Linked DNA regions of Mus musculus: region 2 is linked to region 1. Evidence: chromatin contacts called from public Micro-C data. All regions are on one chromosome and are shown on one strand. Each heading gives the region's core, a stretch centred on a gene start, on an enhancer-like site or on the middle of the called end of the contact. The rest is flanking DNA. Distances are from core to core; before and after follow the strand shown. Region 1 overlaps Rassf6 (Ras association (RalGDS/AF-6) domain family member 6). Region 2 holds the start of Cxcl3 (chemokine (C-X-C motif) ligand 3).

What was found. A called contact is a pair of places that touch in the nucleus more often than the background predicts.
Region 2: a Micro-C map of the G1E-ER4 cell line shows a contact between it and region 1. The contact joins the promoter of Cxcl3 here to the enhancer-like site in region 1. A contact is called at or near these places in 18 of 39 promoter capture datasets (the 3T3-L1 cell line, 3T3-L1-derived adipocytes, the C10 cell line and 12 more), 1 of 15 datasets of contacts at CTCF or cohesin (the G1E-ER4 cell line), 43 of 484 Hi-C or Micro-C datasets (the 4T1 cell line, the AML12 cell line, the C10 cell line and 29 more), 4 of 115 datasets of contacts at active chromatin or transcription factors (acute myeloid leukemia, bone marrow-derived dendritic cells, microglia and 1 more) and 4 of 9 other capture datasets (adipose tissue, liver, macrophages and 1 more).

What each region holds. Positions count from the first base shown.
Region 1 is chr5:90,601,996-90,607,842 of GRCm38.p6, forward strand. It overlaps Rassf6 (Ras association (RalGDS/AF-6) domain family member 6), which reads right to left. Exons shown (of 11, transcript NM_028478.3): 7 at 4,781-4,882; 8 at 4,420-4,471; 9 at 2,251-2,369; 10 at 2,048-2,145; 11 at 1,081-1,953. The coding sequence ends at 1,878. Among named protein-coding and RNA genes, the nearest start is that of Gm42109, 20 kb to the left of the region's middle. Within about 2 kb of position 1,781, at least 32 of the 459 cell types and tissues checked have an H3K27ac peak or open chromatin away from gene starts, as enhancers often do. A contact at or near this core is called in the G1E-ER4 cell line, bone marrow-derived macrophages, colorectal tumor organoids and 1 more, where this site is marked.
Region 2 is chr5:90,781,795-90,787,917 of GRCm38.p6, forward strand. Cxcl3 (chemokine (C-X-C motif) ligand 3) reads left to right here and starts at 4,307. Exons shown (of 4, transcript NM_203320.3): 1 at 4,307-4,455; 2 at 4,548-4,671; 3 at 4,790-4,873; 4 at 5,639-6,123. The coding sequence starts at 4,377. The coding sequence ends at 5,654.

The sequences.
Region 1 (5,847 bases), core at 531-3,030:
CCGTCCTATCATAGTTAAATAATTCTTCATGCTAAACTCACTTTATGTGACTGCACGGTTTCTCTCTAGTGATTTGAACTGATGATGCAGTTGGTCATTGTTGAATATGATACTTGGAATACACTTAGTAGTTATTTGCATTTCTCTCCTATGAGTTTTCATACCATCTTCCCTTTCCTCTGTAAGGCTTGCTGGGCTTTGTACATAATTTGTATGTATACATATATCTCATTTTGAGATAGGGCCTTATTTAAGGCACAGGTTGGCTTGGAGCTTACTAAGCAGTCTGCACTGGCCTGGATTTATAGAAATATTCCTTCCTTCACCTCCTGAGGGTAAGATTTCAAGGATATGCCATCATACCTGGGTAGGTTTTCCAATATATTACGATCTTTTGGTCCATTCTTAGTGAGATGAAACCATTCCTTTCTTGATCAATAGGCAAAACATTAGAAATGTAAGATTTCATTTCAACCAGTGAGGTAGGCTTCCCTGGACACAAAGGCCACACTGTTGCTATCCTGTCAGCCAGATTCCGACTCCGAGTTCTGGCGATGCTGACCATGATTAACTCACTGTTAGAACTGTTCCACAATTTAATGTTGATAATACAACCTCACCGTAGTACAGGTAACCCGACTGAACAATGTCAGACGAAATTCAAATGGAAGTCATTTGGGGATAGAAGAATATTGATTAAACCTCCTTGTTGATATAAGTTTACAAATAAAACCCCATAGTATTTTTGCTTTTCCAGGTGGGATTAGCAGACCTGTGAGACCCTGAAGAGGGTCTTATACAACAGCAAGGATGCTGTGATGTCCTGCCTGGCTCAGCTATAGTAGCATGGCTTTATCTGCAGGAATCTTCTGCAACAGTGACACATTTGCGGTAAGATGCATTTGCGGTAAGTCCTCTCCTAGCAAACACAGTATACTTTATGTTTGTGGTATATATTTGTTTACAAGGGTAAAGAAAGATAATGACTATAATCCCTTTTTAAAGACATTTAAAACAGCTTGGATGTTATCAGTTAGTTGCACAGAAGGGTGTGGGGACAAATGAAGGGCATGAACAATCAGAGTTTAGGTTTTTTTTAATAATATTTGTTTATTTATAACATATATAGCTGTTTTGCCTCCCTCTGTGTCTGTGTGCCCCGTGCTTGCAATGCCCACATAGGTGGGTACCAGATCCTCTAGGACGGGGGTTGCAGATAATTGCCAGTTGCCCTGTAGATGCTGGGAACTGAACTGGGGATTTCTGGAAGCGTAGTCAATGCTCTTAACCACGTAGCCATCACTCCAGCCTCGAGTTTAGGTTTCTTTACAAAAATCCAAAACCACTTTATTTTAAAAGGTCGGGTACTCTGATACTTCAGAGTTTAAAATCATCAGCCCTTGTAGATCTATTCCTAAATCTTATGAAAATGCTCAGATGTTTACACAGCTGTGAAACAGGGTCAGTTCAGATCGCTGATGGCTTGAGAATGTGTTTCTTGTTGACATCAGGAACTGGAAATGTTTACTTCCCGTCATTTATGAGTCATCAAGTATCTCGGCTCTTTTAAGAGCGCAAGATAAAACAAGCTTAAACCAGGTGATAAGAGCAGAGTCCACTTGAGTCTGAGCTCACCCGAGAACTTGCTATCGAGGACATTTGGAATGGGCAGTGTGCAGGCTTCCCTTCAGTTACTGAAATGAAGTCCCATCTTGCCTTAGTCCAACTCTGAACCGCAGCCAACCTCTGCATTTCAAAGAGGAAGCAGGCTGCTCGGCATTCGTTCGTCCAAAGCTTCAGAGCCATGCATATTAGGATGCAGAGCAGACCACACACGGATTCTGCAGTGCTCCCTCTAACTCCGCTGAGCAGGGCTTCTAGACTGTGGTCTCCGTTTTAGCTGCCTGTTTACTCTGTAGACACTTCAGGATAAAGGCCCTTTCGGTATTGAATCTGGAAAGGAGAGCAAGAATATAAAAAACTGGGTACCGGGAGGGCATGAAACCTACGGAAGGACGAAATATCCAGGGGTCCACTCTGGACTCACTTTGCCATAATTCTCTCAATCTCCATTTTCTCTTCTTCATCTAATCTTTGAAGGATGGATTCCAAGAAAGAAAAGTGAAAATTAATGTACGGAGCCACCTGGAAAGGAAAACAGGAGGTTTTAGGTTAAGAAGCACCCTGTCAGTGGGAGACGCGCAAGCGCAAACGCAAACGCAAACATGCAGAGACCACGGGCGCCCATACATCTCTGCTGATTTCTTCTGCATCTTTATCCATGAGGAAGATCCGAGCATTGCTTTTGGATGGTCCTTGTAGTAACCTCTGCAGCAGTGGGACATCGGTCTTCTTTAGCTTTCTCTGCTCTGCAAATGTATAAGGAATGGACCACAGTAAATGTTAATCCTAGACAAAGAAAAGAAGGCAATTTTGTCTTTTGGTCTTCCCTTGACTTGTTTTAGAGGCAATAGAGTCCAAGAACTCCCATCCTGCAAAAAGGAGAGCCATGCCCCATTACCCATGGTGAATACATTCCCAGACCCCAAGGAACATGTGACACTCTAATGGTATATAATGCCATATGTTCATCTATCTGTCCTATACATACATATACATACATATCTATAATCAAGTTTAATTTATAAATTAGTCAGAGTAAGAGGTAAGCATCACTAGTAACAAGATAGAGCAACCACAATATAATTTAATAAAACTGTCAGCGCTATTGCTTTTATACTTCTTTGAGAGCATTTACATCCCCTGCTGAAGTATTACCTGAAGACTAACACTATGGAGCCTCCATGGTGGACCTGCTAACTAAGCCGATACTAAGTGACTAATGGGCAGGTTGGATCTACGTGTGGATAAATCATCCCAGAAGCGGCAGTGAAGAACAGAACAAGCGTTCATCACTAGCTGATGGTACACATTTTAAAGCTTATGAATTGTTATTTCTGGAAACATTCATTCAATATTCTTGGACTATGTTTGACACTGGCTAACAGTAACCTTACATTTTAGATAAGAAAACATTTGTATCCATTGAAATTAAAAAGAAAAACCTTTACATAAACTCCAAATGAACTTCTTCCTCTCAATATAGGGTCTGACTTTACTAGTTCAAATAAGTTGACCTTAATTTCAGTTATTTAGACAAAGCTCTGGTCCTACTGAGGGAGCTACATGGCTTCATTCATTCATTCATTCATTCATTCATTCATTCACATTTGTTCATGCATTGATTCAACAAACACTTATTTCCAAGTTCAGCTACTGTAATTCTATTTGATAGTTGTTCTCAACTCCTTTTGTTCCTATCTCTCATTCAGTTCTTGGGTTTTCCAAGAACTAAAATAAGAATGTAGAATTAGTGAGGTTAGTTTTTTCATTATCTGTGGGTTTCATCTCTTCAGCCATGGAAAGGAGACAAAAGAAAACGGATAGAGTTTCAGAATTTCAAATGTAAAATGTTAGAATAAATGCCCTACCACAAAAGTACCTCTCATACTTCCTCCAAGCGACCTCCCGTGTGGGATTTCACTTTAACAAAAGGGAAGCACAGAGAAAAGCCCCCAGCCCCCCAGCTTCTCTTCTTTTCTCACCTCCTTCCTCGAGATGAGCAAATCTGTTTCTCATCTCTGGATTAGATTTATTCTTGTTTCCATTCCCGTTCACCATGCACTGATTTCTGCCCCCTGCCATGTCTGGGGCAACAGGAAGCCCTCAGGTTCTGTTCCTCTCCTCAGCGCTGCAGAATCCTCTCTCTATCTTAAAGTCTCATGCTCACCTGGCTTCACACCCTCAGCTGCGTCCATAGCTGACATTCCCAAGTGTCTTGCTTCTTGGTGACCTGGAACCATTACTGAAAACACATCCCCCGCTGCCCCCAGCCCTGAGTTCTGTTCGCATTCCTTCCCAAAGGAGAGCTCATAGTCTTATGATGTGTCAGACTCGGTGGCAGGGTCAGAGAGGTGGCATGTTGTGATGACCAACACACGAGGGTAAGGAGGGACAAGAGCTAGGTGCAGAGGTGACTCACAGGGAGTCCAACACCTCCTGGGCAGCTTCCTGAGATTCTGACCTCTACTCAGACAACTCAACGTCTGGCATACAAGCAAAGTCCGTGTATCATAACCTCCTGGAAGGTATTTATCCTAAGTTATCTCTCCCTGGAGTTGGAGAAGATATATGTATGATACTCAAGAACCATCTCTCCAGGTTGGGAGTGTAGCTCAGTGGTAGACTGTGTGTTAGGCTTACACCCAAACTGTAACCAACAACCATGATAACAAACCCTTTCCCGTCTCTCCTCTCTTTTGTGATTCTGTTTCTTTCCTTTGTTGACAGATGCAGGTGGCTCTTCTGCCTTCCTTATGGAGAGAAAACTAACATTCTGCAGTGGTCAATTTTTCTTACCTCCTGTCCCAAAAATAATGTAAAGAGCGAAATCCCGAGGGCTATTCTCAATCTGTCAATAGAAAAAAAAATGGAATAAATGTAATTGTTTCAGATGATGTTATTAGACCCAAAGTATTGGGGGGGGGTGTCCCATTGCCCCTTCACTGTCAGCATGACATCTTCCCAGCTCCTGGGGGGATAATGTGAATTTCTGGGCTACAGCTACCCCAAGGAAATTGGAGGAAGTTCTCGTCCATCAAAGTTGAACAGATGATGTTGGTTCACAGCCCTCAGCTCTTTTCCCAAAAACTGCATTTATGTGTTGCCATTAGCTTTTACTTACGCACATGGTAAAGCTCGGGTTAGTGGTCAGGATTACCTTAAATTTCTGGAGAAGTTGCTTTATTACTTCTTCAGTTCTCATGATACTATTGGCTCTGACCTTAGTCTCTGATCCGAAAGTTGGGGTGAAGATGGATGTCTAAAAGACAATAATAAATCACATGAGACCTCAAGACTCTATCAACTAACTAACATCAGTATCTTGAACCTGAAGTGGTGGTGGTGGGGGATGTAATTCTAAGAAGTGATGATGCAACTCCTTGTGATGTCACAGTGTTCACAAATAAACACAGATTTAATGATTATTATTGTATGAATGATAATGCTAAGCACTATATGAAATGTTCTAAGCTCTTCATAAATATTGACTTAATTCTTATAACAAGTACTAAGAGTGAATTTTAAGTTATAGGATATAAACATCACATGTTTAGGGGCTGAGAGTCAGTGCTGAGAGTACTTGCAGCTCTGGCAGAGAACTCATAAGTATTTGTCAAATGAATGAAGACACAAGTGACTGCTAGACCCTGCGGCATGAAAAAGCTCTGAATTCTGGGAGAAACGATGACATGTTTCTGACCTCCGGCATGTGAAATGTCTTATATGTGTTATAGAAAGATGTGTGTACATTTTACACATCGTAGCAAAAGACAAGTCAGAACAGAAATTTTATCTAAACCGTGGCCACACTTGTATAAACAACTTGTGTGTAAGTTTGAGACCTAAAGGGCAGATTGCAGAATGTGATGTACATCTGGGTGAAACCAGCAGCTTCAGAATGCCTTTATACCGTCTCTGTGGGGGCCTTTATGTGACTCTGATTGTTTGTTGGAGTGCTGGCTTTCCTCTTTACGCTTTGTACCCACACCTCAGGAAGCTTATCTATGCATTCAGCACCCAGCACCTGATGGAACTCATCTGTCACACTGGTTAATAACTTGAGTTCTGGCGTGACACAAATATGGCGGGGTCAAGTTCAGAAATACTATTAACAGCAGTGTGACCCAAAAGAAATTGCTTGATGCCTATGAACTTTGATTATATATAAAGAAGAAAATGATATCCACCCTCATGGAAGAGGTTTTATGATTAATGAGATGGTTT
Region 2 (6,123 bases), core at 3,057-5,556, 180 kb after region 1:
TATGAACTCACAGAGACTGAGACACCTTACACAGGGCCTGCACAAGTCTGTACCAGTCATTTGGGTGTAAGTTATGGCTTTCAGTTACATGTGCTTATCGGACTCCTGAGTTTGTGAATGAGTGGGGCTCTGTTTGCTGTGTTTTCTCTTGGGTTCTTCCTTCTGTTTACTTTTTTCCAATTCCAATGTATTAGTTTTTGTTTTATTTTAGTATATTATAATCTATTTTATGATTATCCCTTAGAAGCCTGTTGGTTTTTTAATGAGATACAGAAAGGAAGTGAATCCAGATGAGAGGGAAAGTGGGTGGGAATAGACAGAGGGAAAATGTAATCAGAATATATTACACCGAGAAAAAAAATCTATATTTAAATTTAAACATAAAAATGTAAATAAAATATGTATATTTTAATAATAGTAAATAATTTTTAAAAATCTATTTTCAATGATAGAACATAATTATAAATGAAATCAGATTAAAAAGAAATAGGATGTGATGGTTTGGGCACAGAGGAGGTGGCCCTGCCCCTTCTTGCCTGTGGAAGGTGAGGGAGCTGGCCCCACCCCTTTCTGGAGAAGTTCTAGAGAGCTGAACCTGGTGGCATGGGTGTGGAAGAGCTGCTGGACAGACCATCTCAGCTACAAACCAGGCCCATATCCAGTGCTTTGAGCTAGCCCACCCCATCATCCACCCCATCATCCACCCCATCTATGAACTGCTGGAGGGCACAGAGGGGCTGGCCCTGTAGAACTAAATAAAACTTCAAGTTCTCCATGACACAAGGCAACAACAGGACATCCAAGGGGAGTTCCGGGTGAGGATCCAGTATTGATAGGGATGAAGAAGCCAAGGCCTCTAACCAATGACTCATTGCAGTGAACACTTACAAGTGAAACTGTTTGGATAAATGGGTATAAAGAGTATCGTGTGTGTGACACACCTTGGTCTATACCACAGCTTCCATGGTGGTGAGATTTTTTTTGTTTTGTTTTGTTTTTTTCCTTTGTTTTCTCTTCTTTTATTTCTTGTAGGGGGAAATTGCAAGGGCAGAGGCAGGTATGGCGGGACTGTGGTGCGTGATGTGAAATTTGAAAAGAGTCTATTAAAAATAAATAATAAAAAGAAGACCTGAAAATTCTAGAGCTGCCTTGTGAAAATAGCAGTAGAACCTAAGGTGACATGACTTTCTGGGTAGTGGGACAGAAAGGTAAGATGACCAGTTAGTCACTCATCAATGAACAATGACTCCCATTCCTGTGGGCTCCTGTTTTGAGGTAACAAACACGCCACCATTTCAGCTGTTGTCCTTGACATCATCTTGCTATGTATCCGAAGCCAGCCTGGAGCTCATGATGTAGCTGGGACTGATCCTTATGCTTGTGTTCTGCCTCAGTGTCCAGAGGGCTGGGATTGAAGGCACCACCACACTGCCCCTCACTGTCCTTTAAGACAACACACTTCAAGCACAGATTTCTTTTTTTTTTTACCTGTACTTCATAAACTTTTCTAATTAATCCACCATGAGTATATACTATGAAACAATATGACTAGAAATAAATATAGAATATATAGGGAGAATAGACATGATATAGAGATTATATGTATATGAGAGAGAGGGGGGAGGGGTATTATAGATATTGGAGAGATAGATAGTATAATGGAAAAACCTGAAAAGAAAAAAAATCAAAAAACTCAAACTAAAATGAATGCAAGAGTCAAAAGAACTTGAGTCCGGTTCTCTCTCTTTACAATATAAGGCAGGTACTCTTAAGCAAAGCGCTTAACCTCCTTAAGTCTTAGTTTCCTTATCTAAAAACAGAGTGCAATGACTCCAGAATTTTCCAAGGACTGAATATAATTATGTAAATTACATGGGAATGTGAGGGGGGAGTTAAGAGAGAGGAAAAACTGCTATGTCTTTCTGACTTTGTAAGCTTTATAGAAATAAGCACAGATCACATCCACTGTTAGAAAATAATGTGCCATACCTTTCAAGTTTCAAAGAACCACTTCCATATTTTTGGGAAAATTTCTACTCAACCTTAGAAAACTCATGGCCATGGTGCTGGAAAGAGGAACTCAGCCCACTGTGGCTATTTCATCAGTCGGTCAAATGTTTACAGCCTGTGCACTCTCCCACATTCCCCTTTCCCTAATACAGCATTTCATCATTCTAGTTATTCTCTTAAGGTCCTATTGGATGACATCTGAGACAGGGATTCATTAAGAGGGGGAATAATATGGATAAGATGGAGAGAGAGAGAGAGAGAGAGCGAGAGAGAGAGCGCAGTCAGAATGCATTTATATATATCTAATATCACCAGAGAACTAAAATGATGAATAAAAGGATTATTGATTTTGAGCCAGGCAGTGGTACTGCGTACCTTTAATCTGGTTCTTGGGAGGCAGAGGTAGGTGGATCTCTGTAAATCTGAGGCTAGCCTGCTCTACAGAATGAGTTCCAGAACGGCCAGGGCTATTACGCAAAGAAACCCTGTCTGACACCCCCCCATTAATAATTTTGTACATTCTTCCAAATAAACAAGAGAATTATTTACTCAAATTTTCATTTTTATAGACAAACTGAGTGTGATGACAAAATAATTCAGTGATATATCTTTCTCACCACACACACACAAACACACACAGACAGCACACAGACACACACAGAGACTCACACACAGATACAAATACAGACATATGCACACGCAAACAGACACATATAATACAGACACACATACAAATGCATACAAACACGTATACAAATGCGCCACACATGAGATACACACAACCATACCACATACAAGACACACACAAACATACCACATACAGAGACACAAACACATACAAACACACACAGACACCAAGAAACACACACACACACACACATGCGCGCAAAAGTGTACCTTCCAGTAGAATATACATGGCCATTTCAATTTTTTAGTAAATCTTTGAGTAACTGTTTTAATTTATAACTTTTCAACATTGTTAAATAAGGTGTTGTAATGCCTGTAACACCAGTGCTTGAATGGGTGGCCCAGCAATTCTACCTCAAGTTCAAGGTCATCCTAGACTGTACAGTAAGTTTCAAGCCAGGTTGGATAGAGAGATCCTGCCTCAATCAATCAATCGATCAATCAATCAGTCAGTCAATCAGCCAGCCAACCAACCAATCCTTTAATCATTTTTTTTGAAAAGTCAGCCACACTTACCGTAGCTTGAGAATGGCACGTTTCCACCTCCATAAGTAGCTGGTGCCGTTTGGGTGTGTTTCCTGTGAGGAACTGGAGCCCTGGGGATGGGTAGGGAAGGAAAGGGGAGGCGAAAAGTACTGGGGTACACATACTAGCCTTAACAGTGCACACCTTCTTAGCCTTAGTGTCTAGCGCACTCTCCAGCACACCACCTCACCCTTGACCAAGGTTCTTGTTTGGTGGTGTTCTCTGAGCAGCAGTCACAATCAGGAGTTTCAGATGCTGAGGTTATGGCCTTGACATGAACGCTCTGCTCTAGGGTATGCCTCTCCATCTTAAAGGCAGTTACTAATAGCTTTTGTCAACGAATAAGAAAGAAATCGGAGTGAAAGAAAACCCAGAGAACACACGTTAGATTTTATTTTTCTTTCATGGAAGGAATTATGGCATAGAGGCAGGATCTCTCTCTCTCTCTCTCTCTCTCTCTCTGTGTGTGTGTGTGTGTGTGTGTGTGTTTGTGTGAAAATGTCAAAATACAACAAATCAAACAAATTATTAGGTGTCTAAGTTTCTAGCTTTGAAAGCTCACCGAAAACAACAATAAAGACAGAGGCAGAAAGGATGTATTCACAAGAGGACTGGGTACAAACCTCAGGTCTCCCAGCTCTTTCTGAGCTGCAAAGCCTTCACCCACAACTGTCACTTCATTATTTTTCTCTATTGGCCTCTCGCCACCCAGTGGCGGATTTCTACCTTCAACCTCTTCCCTCTTGCTCCGGTGTTTTGGAGTCTCTGCACCAAAGGTCACCCCACAGGATGTTTCTCCAGCGCAGGCACACTTGCTGTCCTTGGTGGTGGGGTGGGGTGGAATGGGGAGTAGGAAAGGGGGCATTTGAGACAGGACTCATCTCAGGGTCCCACAGTGGGCAAGAAGCGAAGGAAGGGAACCAGTAGCACACGTGTGTCCTCTACACACTCATCAAGAGCCCGGGGGTGGGGCCCTATCTTCCTTCTGAGACAGGGACCTGGAGCTGCGGGGGGAATTTCCCCAGCCCGGGCTCGGGCTCTTCCAGTCATCATGTATAAAAGGGGTTCGCAGGGCCCTGGAGCCCCAGATCTCACCACAGCCCTTCGCACCAGCTCCCGCGCTCCAGACTCCAGCCACACTCCAGCCTAGCGCCATGGCCCCTCCCACCTGCCGGCTCCTCAGTGCTGCACTGGTCCTGCTGCTGCTGCTGGCCACCAACCACCAGGCTACAGGTGGGATTCGGATTCGAGGCTGATGTTTCTGGGGAAGCCTCAGGTGGGCGCAGCCATCCCCAGCCCCTCTGACCCGGTGTCTTCTCCTACAGGGGCTGTTGTGGCCAGTGAGCTGCGCTGTCAGTGCCTGAACACCCTACCAAGGGTTGATTTTGAGACCATCCAGAGCTTGACGGTGACGCCCCCAGGACCCCACTGCACCCAGACAGAAGTCATGTGAGTGTCTCCCTGGATAGCCTCTACCATGGCCAGAATAGCCCAGATGCTCCTGCGGCCCCAAGCTCACCCCAGCAGAACCTCGAGCCTTAATAACGATCCCTACTTCTCTGTGCAGAGCCACTCTCAAGGATGGTCAAGAAGTTTGCCTCAACCCCCAAGGCCCCAGGCTTCAGATAATCATCAAGAAGATACTGAAGAGGTGAGTGGTGCTTTGTTTGCACGTGATAACCCTCATCAGAGTACTGGCTTCTATCTCTCGAGAATCTTATCAGGGAAAGTCACAGAACTACAATAGTGATTATTATCTTTACAATTATAATAATTGTTTTTGATAATTAATTAGCCTACTGTGGTGCCTGAAGGATTTTTCCAGGATCTTTTATCCCTACCTGGAGCCTCTTTCTATCGCATAAGAGGGAGATAGCACTGCTTTTTAGAACATTCTCATCTGCCTTGGCCTCCCAATCCTAGTTAGTTCTAAAAAGCAGGTCCGTGGTGTTTGGAAACAGGTTCTAATTTTTAATATTTAGTGAGGAAAAGCAGAGATTTTGCAGTGGCTCAGTATATATATATATATATATATATATGTGTGTGTGTGTGTGTGTGTGTGTGTGTGTGTGTGTGTGTGTGTGTAATATCAAAACTTTGATTATATATAATCAAAACTTATTATCTATTTCTTTCTGGAAATTTTATCTTGAAACTTAATAAAAAAAAATAGTAGCGCTTCATAAGTTAAGTGAGACCTGGTGTGACAGACAATCTGCTTCAACAGCTTTCGTTTTTTGAGACCCCAGGTCCCCTGTTCATCTCTGTCCTGTAGGAGAGCATCCGCAAGCCTGAGGTGTTTGCTCTGTGGCACAGGCATCACAGGCCAGGGTCCTTAGGGCAGGCTGTCCTCAGAAAACCCAGGAGAATGAAGGATGCTGTGCACCTAATAAAAACATCTTACTTCTCACGACAGCGGCAAGTCCAGCTGAGCCGGGAAAGGAGGAAGCCCCTCACCATGATGAAGGACCTGCATTCTAAATCAGAGAAAAGCGATCCATCCCAACGGTGTCTGGATGTGTCTTTACCTGCTTGTTTTTAACAACTCCTGAGAGTTCATACCTATTTTATTTCACATGTAAAATAACTACGGGTATAATTGCATCTACTTGCAAGATGGCATCTTATTTAATGTTTATTTAATATCAAGTCTAAGTTTAACCAAGCCTATTCTTAACTTGAAGGTTAGAGATTTTCAGATTCTGTTAGGGAGTTATATTGCTATTTCTGAGGCAGTATTCCTTGGCTGGCCATTTTGGTGGCAGCTGTGATAGTCAAAAAACAGACAAACAAGGTCATGCCGGTGTAGGAAGAATGCATGTGCACATCTAGTTTTGTAACTATACAAGATTATCAGTTGTTATTTATTGAAATGGTCTTACGGTGTCACATGAAATATCA